3 separate regions of the Zea mays genome follow, and all the other regions are linked to region 2. Evidence: chromatin contacts called from public Hi-C data. All regions are on one chromosome and are shown on one strand. Each heading gives the region's core, a stretch centred on a gene start, on an enhancer-like site or on the middle of the called end of the contact. The rest is flanking DNA. Distances are from core to core; before and after follow the strand shown.

The links. A called contact is a pair of places that touch in the nucleus more often than the background predicts.
Region 1: a contact with region 2 is called in a Hi-C map of ear, with 2.1 times the contacts expected there. The contact joins the promoter of LOC100280565 here to the promoter of LOC103635873 in region 2. A contact is called at or near these places in 4 of 25 Hi-C or Micro-C datasets (ear, endosperm, leaf and 1 more).
Region 3: a Hi-C map of bundle sheath shows a contact between it and region 2, with 2.8 times the contacts expected there. The contact joins the promoter of LOC100280678 here to the promoter of LOC103635873 in region 2. A contact is called at or near these places in 3 of 25 Hi-C or Micro-C datasets (bundle sheath, ear and endosperm).

What each region holds. Positions count from the first base shown.
Region 1 is chr8:128,113,075-128,115,774 of Zm-B73-REFERENCE-NAM-5.0, reverse strand. LOC100280565 (50S ribosomal protein L20-like) reads left to right here and starts at 1,343. Exons shown (of 3, transcript NM_001158337.2): 1 at 1,343-1,558; 2 at 2,509-2,700. The coding sequence starts at 2,540.
Region 2 is chr8:128,372,013-128,374,712 of Zm-B73-REFERENCE-NAM-5.0, reverse strand. LOC103635873 (heat stress transcription factor A-4d) reads right to left here and starts at 1,300. Exons shown (of 2, transcript XM_008658255.4): 1 at 1-1,300. The coding sequence starts at 5. It also overlaps a transcript of LOC100192108 not described here.
Region 3 is chr8:127,994,347-127,997,046 of Zm-B73-REFERENCE-NAM-5.0, reverse strand. It overlaps LOC100280678, which reads left to right and starts at 1,324. Exons shown (of 1, transcript NM_001159256.2): 1 at 1,324-2,380. The coding sequence starts at 1,451. The coding sequence ends at 2,239.

The sequences.
Region 1 (2,700 bases), core at 94-2,593, 260 kb after region 2:
ATTAGGGGATGGGGATGGGGAAATTTCTTCCCCCACGGGGATGTAAACGGGGAAAATTTCTCCCCCGACGGGTAAACGGGGATGGGGATGGGGAAGCATTCCCCATCCCCGTTCCCCGCGGCGACCCGTTAAACTTACATGTGACGATGTTTTCATATAATAGTTAATGATAAAAAATAAATAATTATCTTGCCAAGAGATCACTAGTTGTACAAATGCGTTCATTTTAATGTACACATAATGATTTTTACATCTAACAATGTGTATAAGTGAAAATGTTTTACATTAATAACAAATTAAGTATGATCTAATTATAATTTAAGCGGGGACGGGGATCCCCGATGGGGATTTATCCCCGCGGGTAACGGGGATGGGGAAGAAATGTCCCCCGCAAGCGTTCGTGGGGATCCCCGAGGGGAAGTTTTTTCGTCGCGGGGACGGGGATGTGGAGCCAAAACCCGACGGGGAATTCCCCGTTGCCATCTCTATCCCCACCTCTCCTCTCTCTTACTTTTTATATAGGAAAGGTGGAAGAGGACATGTGAGGTTTTTATTATTTTGAATTTCATTTTTTTCTCAAAAAACGTAGGAGGACTGTGTTTCAGATATATATATTAAGAAGAGGGAAACAAAGGTTTAAAGTGGCCCAAAAAATAACACACTCCTTATGGAGGTCAGTAACACTCGTACATGAAAGGATCCATAAAAACACACACTCCCTACAACAACCTATGCAGGGCAACAAAAAAGGAGAGCCCTTTGGCTCCAGCAATTTTTGAGCTTCTTCTTTCCTCATCTGCTTGCTCCAGAGTCAAAGGCTGGGAGACCCTCCATAAAAAATGGCTCTATTGCGATGCTTCCAAATCAACCAAGATCCTAAAATAACGAGGGAGTAAAGACCTTTCCTGACCAGACATTTACGGTCTCTGAAACCATCTCCCACCAATGCATAAAGGAAATTGTATGTGGCCGTGGGGCTAAACTATACAACCCAAACTTTCTTAGTAGGTTTTACCAGAAAACTCTTGAGAAGACAGCTCATGAGCAAGTGGTTAAGGGTTTCACCTTGCTGGTCACATAAAGGACATCTGCTAGGGTGATTCAATCCTCTTTTCGCAAAGCGATCAGCTGTCCAACATTTATTATGGTCCACCAGCCAAATGAATAAACAACACTTTGGAGGACACACGTGTGGACACAAGGAGTACAAAGAAAAAAAATGAAGAGTATGAACTTTTATTTAGTGGCCCATCTAAAAGCCCATTAATTCAGCACAAGTTCCACTAGCCCAGACGTTTCTTTAACCTAGCCTTTTCACTGCTCCAGCGAAGGCACAGCCGCCACCGTTTCTTGATCTCCCATCTTCATCTTCTTCGTAGCGCCGGCGCTCCATCTTCCGCTCCCTCCCTTAGTCGCGCTCGGCACGCGGGTGACGGCGGCAGTGGCGGCACTCAGGATCGGGCTCTCAGCGACGGCATCAGCGGTTTCCCCTCCCGCTTCTCTCCAGTCGCCTCGCGCCCTCGCCTCCGGTCCTCCGCACACCAGCCGGTGACCCTCCGTGCGTCCTATATCTCTCGCTCCTCCCGCCTCCGGTGGAACGTCAACGGTACCCGGCACCGGCGGCTGCGCCGCGCGCAGCCTGAGGGCAGCGGGAGCCAGCAGCCGCTGCTCGACCAAGGCGGTCGCGCCGCTTTGGGAGCCGTTATGCCCCAAAGCGAAGCCTTACTCGTCCTCTTAGCGCTTTAGCGCGCTGAAGCGTGCGTTTAGTGCCGCATTTTGGAACCCTGTGTGAAAGTAGTATTTCTGTGTGCTGCCCCAACAACCTTTTCTAACATCGGTAGTAAATATGAATTGGTGGAAGCATCGGTATCATAAAATTGGAAGCACTGGTAGAGTAAATTTGTGGAAGCACATTGTGACCGCAAGAGCTGAAACATTTAGTCTTTATTAGAACTGCCTCGTGGTCTATGAGTCATCATCTATTTTGCACAAGTCGCAAAATATGTTGATGTTCAGATTAATTTGATATGTTGCAAGTTGTATGCAGTGGTCAGCACTTGTCTTGCCTTTGGTATCAGATTATGCTTCATTTGGTCATGTATATTTGGTTTTCAAGATTTAAATTGACAGTGGAGCCTTCCCTTTGAAATATATGTATAACTTAATTTCTTTCTTTGGACTCAACTTTAAATTAGTTAGGTAGTATTGTTTATTTTTATTTTGGTCCGATAGTTGAACTAAGAGCTTGCATTTTGTTGAAGGGTATTTTAAAAAGGATGTCTACTCTATACACCCTTGAATTGTTACTGTTGACATATACTTCCAATTCTTGTGTTCCTGTGTAGCAGTTAAAACATTGTAGAAACGATCTTCTGACAGGGTCGACTTGTATGGAATCCTTAGTTAGGAATAAAAATGTCAGCGATACCCTGTGCATAGTCTGAACTCACACTGGATTAGTTCATACTGAAATCCAACGCTTTCTCTACCTTTTCCTTAATGTTGCAGATATAGGGTGTGAGACTACCAAAACTCGAAAATGAACAAGGGAAAGATTTTTAAGCTAGCCAAGGGATTCAGAGGAAGGGCGAAAAATTGCATAAGGATAGCAAGAGAGAGGGTGGAGAAGGCGCTGCAATATTCATATAGGGATCGACGCAACAAGAAGAGAGACATGCGGTCTCTTTGGATTGAGCGCAT
Region 2 (2,700 bases), core at 51-2,550:
GCCATGCACCTCCTCCTGTCTCTCCTCCGACTGATGATGGGCGAAGAATTAACTAACCGACGCTCCCCCAACTCTGTCTTACCCACCGGAATGGCTCGCACTCAACCGCAGCGAGAAAAATTCTCGCCAAGCTGCCGCAAGGACGACGAAAGCAAGGGCTACGGCTACTGAAGGGGAAGAAACCTGAGCGGTTGCTAGGATTTTTGCTCCTCGCGTTGGCGTCAGCTCGGGCGCGGCAGATGAGCGAGCCGAGGCAGCCCAAGGGGCAGAGGAGAAAACGAGGGGGAGTGGCGTCGCGCGGCGGTTTTATAAAGGGGGTCGGGTCGCGCGTCGTGTCGTGTCGTGTGTCCGGGTGCGCGGCGGGCCACCGGGACTCGGACGACGACGCGGACGGTGACTGGGCTGAGCAGCTCGCGCTGGCTCGCTGGCGCCCGCATCCTGGGCTGGGTATACATCGGCTGGCGGCTGGTCGTTGCATGGGGGCGTCTGAGGTTTGACTGGCCAATGCGTTGGCGGACCGGGACCCAGGTCGCTTCTAGAAGAAGGCGCGCGGAAACGGGTCCCGGCGGCGGGCCGTCAAAGTTCGCCGCCCAGCGCGCACGGGCAAAGGCTCGGTGCTGCCGGTCAGCAGGGCAAGCGAGCCAGCCGCCAGCGTTCGATAGCTGTCGGTCGTCTGGGTGACTGGAACAACAGCAGCAGCAGGCCAGTTTTGGGGCCGAGACGTCCCGACCTCTGTGCGCGTCCCGTCACATACTCGCATGTGCTGCTGCTCCGACACTTCCCTTCCCTAAGCTGGCGACCGTTGCTCTCCAGTGACGTCGGTCACCTCCAGGAGCCAGGAATCTTCCCAACGCCCCTCGCCCTGCCCCTGCGGCACCCCGCGCGGCCGGTTGGAGGGTCGAGCGAGACGCCTTTCCATCGCCCGTCGGGTCGTCGCGGGCAGGATGTGAACGGTCTCGGCGGGCGACCATTCCTGCCGAGAATTTTCAGCGGTGCGCCGGTGCCCGCCCGCGCGCCGTGGAAAAAGAGGGCCGCGGATCGCCAGGCGAGTGGATGCTAGCGCACGCACGAGCAGATTCGTTGGGCAGAAGAACCACGCGCCGACACGACGGCGACGGCAGGCTTGAACTATGTCCGCGCCGCGGGCGCTGCGTGTGTGTGTGTGTGCCACCTTTTCTTCCTTAACTTTGTCCCCAAGAATGAACGAACTGAAGGAAAAAAAGTCTAGTGTTTTAATCGATCTGCAAGTGTGTCACGCAGTCTCAGATCAAGAGTCAATTTCCATGCTGATACCGAGAGGCAAGGTTAATTTGGGTCATTGAATACCAGTCGGTAGTATTTGGTCATTTGCATGTCGTTGTTGTTCTTGCCACAGATCAAGTTGTGAGGTTTGTGGTGCTGCTAGAGATGTCCAAACGGGCCGCCCGGCCCGGTCCGGCCTGGGCCCGGTGAAGCCCGGCCCGCTAGGCACGATTAAAAAACCGGGTCGGACCGGCTAAGCACGCGGGCTCAATTTCTTGTCCGAGTCCGGTCCGCAACGGGCCTAAATGGGTCGGGCCAGCACAAAAAAAGCGGGCCGGAAAGCGGGCTATGCGGACCGAAAAACACATTTTAGTGTAAAAAAAGCGGGCTTAACGGGCTTAGAGCTAAACGGACCGTGCCGGGCTAGCCTACCGTGTCTAATTTCCTGTCCGAGCCCGGCCCGCTTATTCGTGCCGGGCCGACCCGGGCCCGCATATAACCGGGCCGTGCCGGGCTCGGACCGAGCCCCAAAAGCGGGCTTCGTGCCGGGCTCGCGGGCCTCGTGCCTATAGGTGCTGCTACGTTCCCATCAAGTGCATGTGCATGTGAATTGAGGAAGCAATCAAGTTCCTCTTGCCTTGCTCCCTTTTGATCGGTAACGAAGAGAAAAAAGAAAAGAGATCAGATTTCAACATATTTGCCACACACGCCTGAGCAGATTAGCGCAAGGTTTTAAGTTTATTACTAAATATACACAGGTTATGTAATAGCCATCATTTTTTTTTTGCTAGCTGGACGTCAGCGAACTGAGGCCTGAGAAGCACGGCAATAATAATCCTGTGCGACGGAGCGAGCCGCTAGCTGGACGTCAGCTATGGTGTCACCGCGCGGAAGGGGGGCATGCAAGGGGCGGGGTTGACCTCGGCGTCAGGTTGTTGCTGAATGTTTCTGGGGGTTCCTATCATTGCTTCTTCTAGACTAGATGAGCATGGACTTGTGGTGTGGTGGCATGGGCATGCAACATGCATGCAGGATCAGGCCAGGCTACCAGGGTTTTTTTTTGATCTATCTGCACGAGCTGATATATTAGTGTACCCAGTTTCTTCTTCTAGATTGTTCAACTTGTGCTTACCCTGCCGCGTCCGCGTGTCTACCAACCTGCGACTTGTACCGGTAATCGATCTAGAAGGGCGGCGAGTGTCATGGCGTCGTATGAACCCCTCTGGGGAATGGTTCAACTCGTGACGCAAAGACTGGCTGTTCTCACTTCTCAGTTCTCACACTAAATATACACATGCATGTGATGGACCGACTGATGGGCAGTAACTGTAATAATCTGATGTCATGGGAGAAGCTGCAAATGGTTACTAGAACGAAAGAAAAGGGGATAAATTATTTCTTCTCTTTTACTTCTCGGTGCCCTTTTTTTTAATACAAAAGACACGAGACTTTTTATAC
Region 3 (2,700 bases), core at 75-2,574, 380 kb after region 2:
AGAAAGAAAGTAAGCTCGATGATCATCGACATCTCGAACTCTTTTGACATCAACTCACCAAACTCCTTACAATGACCTTCATTTATCGAGCCAAAGATTTAATTGCCAACATAAACTTGATAGAACTTGAGGGATTTTGACCAACGTTGTGATTCCTCGAGGGATTTTGACAAGGGTGTGTGAAAGCAAGAGAAGATCATTCTCCTTGTGTTATTGAGCACTTGATGAAGCCCTAGTCATTTAGTGCGTTAATTAATTAATTAATTAATTAATCATAGAGCTTAACTCCTAGAAAACTAAATGTTGCCCAGGATAGGATAAAAGGAGTGGGTCGAAAAAAACTCCACAGCCTTTATGATGACGTCGGAATGGCCGCTTCCAATACACCTGCATCCAAGGCAATGATTGATCATATCGAAGGCAGAGAGCTAGGGGAAGCACCCGAAGGTCTCAAGAGAATGCATGACTGCCAATAATGAATGTTGGACAACATAGAACTGTAGAGCAGCTAGGCCGGCACCATCAGCAACTCGAGGAACTTGATAGCTGCAGGAGGTAACGATGGCCTCGCACTCGCTGATAAACAAAGTACGATGTTATGTTCATTAGTTCATACATGAATATGATAATTTCTCTCGACTCTAGCACACACTTGGGGCCGAAACTCTAAAGTTGGGCCGGTGTGCGAGAGCAGGCCGGGCCTGATATTCTTGGGCTTGAGGCTGTCTGCCTTGAGTCGGGGCGCTGCTAACGGTCATCTATTTCACGCTCCATCCATATGCAGGGGCCGGGGGGGGGGGGGGGGGGGGGGGACGGTTACCGCGGGCGGAAATGTCCGTACTCCGTAGGCTCCCTCCCGAGTCAGCTGATGCAAATTTTATTTTAAGGTGCACGGAAGTATATGCTCTCTTTAGTACCAGGATAAATATATATGTCCAGGTGCCTTGCCTCTTCTCAGGGGCATGGCTGCTGGATCCACAAGAGTAGTGATGCAGCTGTGTACGTGTGGGTGTCCCGTACTGCGCAGCAGACCACGCCGTACAGCAGCGCAGCTCGAAACCTCACCGGCCCAGCCGCAAAAGCGCCCGGTGGCCCGCCCCATTTCCTTCGCCGAGAGGCCGCGACGTGGCGAGCAACATGCAGCACGGGCCTCCACGCCTCTCCACGTAGTCGCCCCGCGCCAAACCACCTCCCCACGACGCCACGCCAGCCTCCGATAGCTCGGCAACCAACAGAGCCCTCAATACCGCCCATGCCGGTTGCCGGATACGATACCGCCCCAGCCCAACCCCTATAAAACCCCGCGCCACCAACCCTACGGTTGTTATATCTCCTCAAGGCACGTTCACCACAGTCCTCTCTTTCCCCGGCACCACCACCACCCAGGCTAACCGGACTGGACCGAGTGTTGAACAACACTGAGGGCGAGGCAGATAGAGCGACGGCAGGCATGGTGAGCCGTGAAAATTTGCACCTGGTGCTGGACCCGGCGTCTCTGGGCGCGCCGTGGGCCGACCCGTCCGCCGCAGAGATCCCGCCGCAGCTCCTCGCCGCGCTGGGAGAGTACCTCTCCTCCACCCGCGCCGAGGGCGGCGACGTCGCGACGGAGGCGGACGACGAGTTCATGATGCACGAGTTCAAGGTGCGGCGGTGCGCGCGCGCGCGGAGCCACGACTGGACGGCGTGCCCCTACGCGCACCCGGGGGAGGCCGCGCGGCGGCGGGACCCGCGCCGCGTGGCCTACGCGGGGGAGCCGTGCCCGGACTTCCGGCGCCGCCCGGGCGCGGGCGCCGCGTGCCCGCGCGGGGCCGCCTGCCCGCTCGCGCACGGCACCTTCGAGCTGTGGCTCCACCCGTCCCGCTACCGCACGCGCCCCTGCCGCGCGGGCGCTGCCTGCCGCCGCCGCGTCTGCTTCTTCGCGCACGCCGCGGCCGAGCTCCGCGCCGGCGCCGGCGCCGGCGCCGGCGCCGCCAAGGACGGCTGCTCGCCGCTCGCGCTGTCGCTCTCGCCCAAGTCGACGCTGGCGCCGCCCTGGGAGTCGCCGCCGGTGTCGCCGGTGGAGGGCCGGAGGTGGGTCGACGAGCCGGCGGACGCCGAGGTGGAGGAGCTGTTGCTCGCGATGCGGGAGCTCGGATTCAGGAAGGCCAAGGCGTCGTCGTCGGCGCCGGTCCTGCCTGCGGCTGCGGTCACGGAGGACGACGGGCCGGACTTGGGATGGGTGTCGGAGCTGGTGATGTAGGCGTCCAAGATGTGGTGGATGCCGATCTGCGATCTCCTTCGCTCGCTGCTGCCGGCGTCGTCAACGGAACAGCTTCGTTAAGCAATATTGATCGTACCATTTTCTTTCATGAATTTGCATCATTCTTCTTGTGGATATAAACCAAACCTGGTGCAACTATTAATACTGCAATCTGTAAGCGTGGCGTGCTGCTGTACATGGTTCTCGTTCGTTCGATCATTACTACCAGTGTATATACAAAGTGTAGTTGCCTTCGCTGTCAGTACACTGCTGCCTTCTGGAATCGGTGTTCAGCTAATCTGCAATTAATCGGTGTTCAGTCGTGGAAGTACGTGTGTTCCATTCATCCGATCACTGCAGGGGGATTGGTCTTGGATGAAGGAAATGCGGTAGAGTTTCTGCAAATGGGAAACCAACATGGCCGGGCCGGTGATGACGACGATTCGCCATTGCCGCCATGA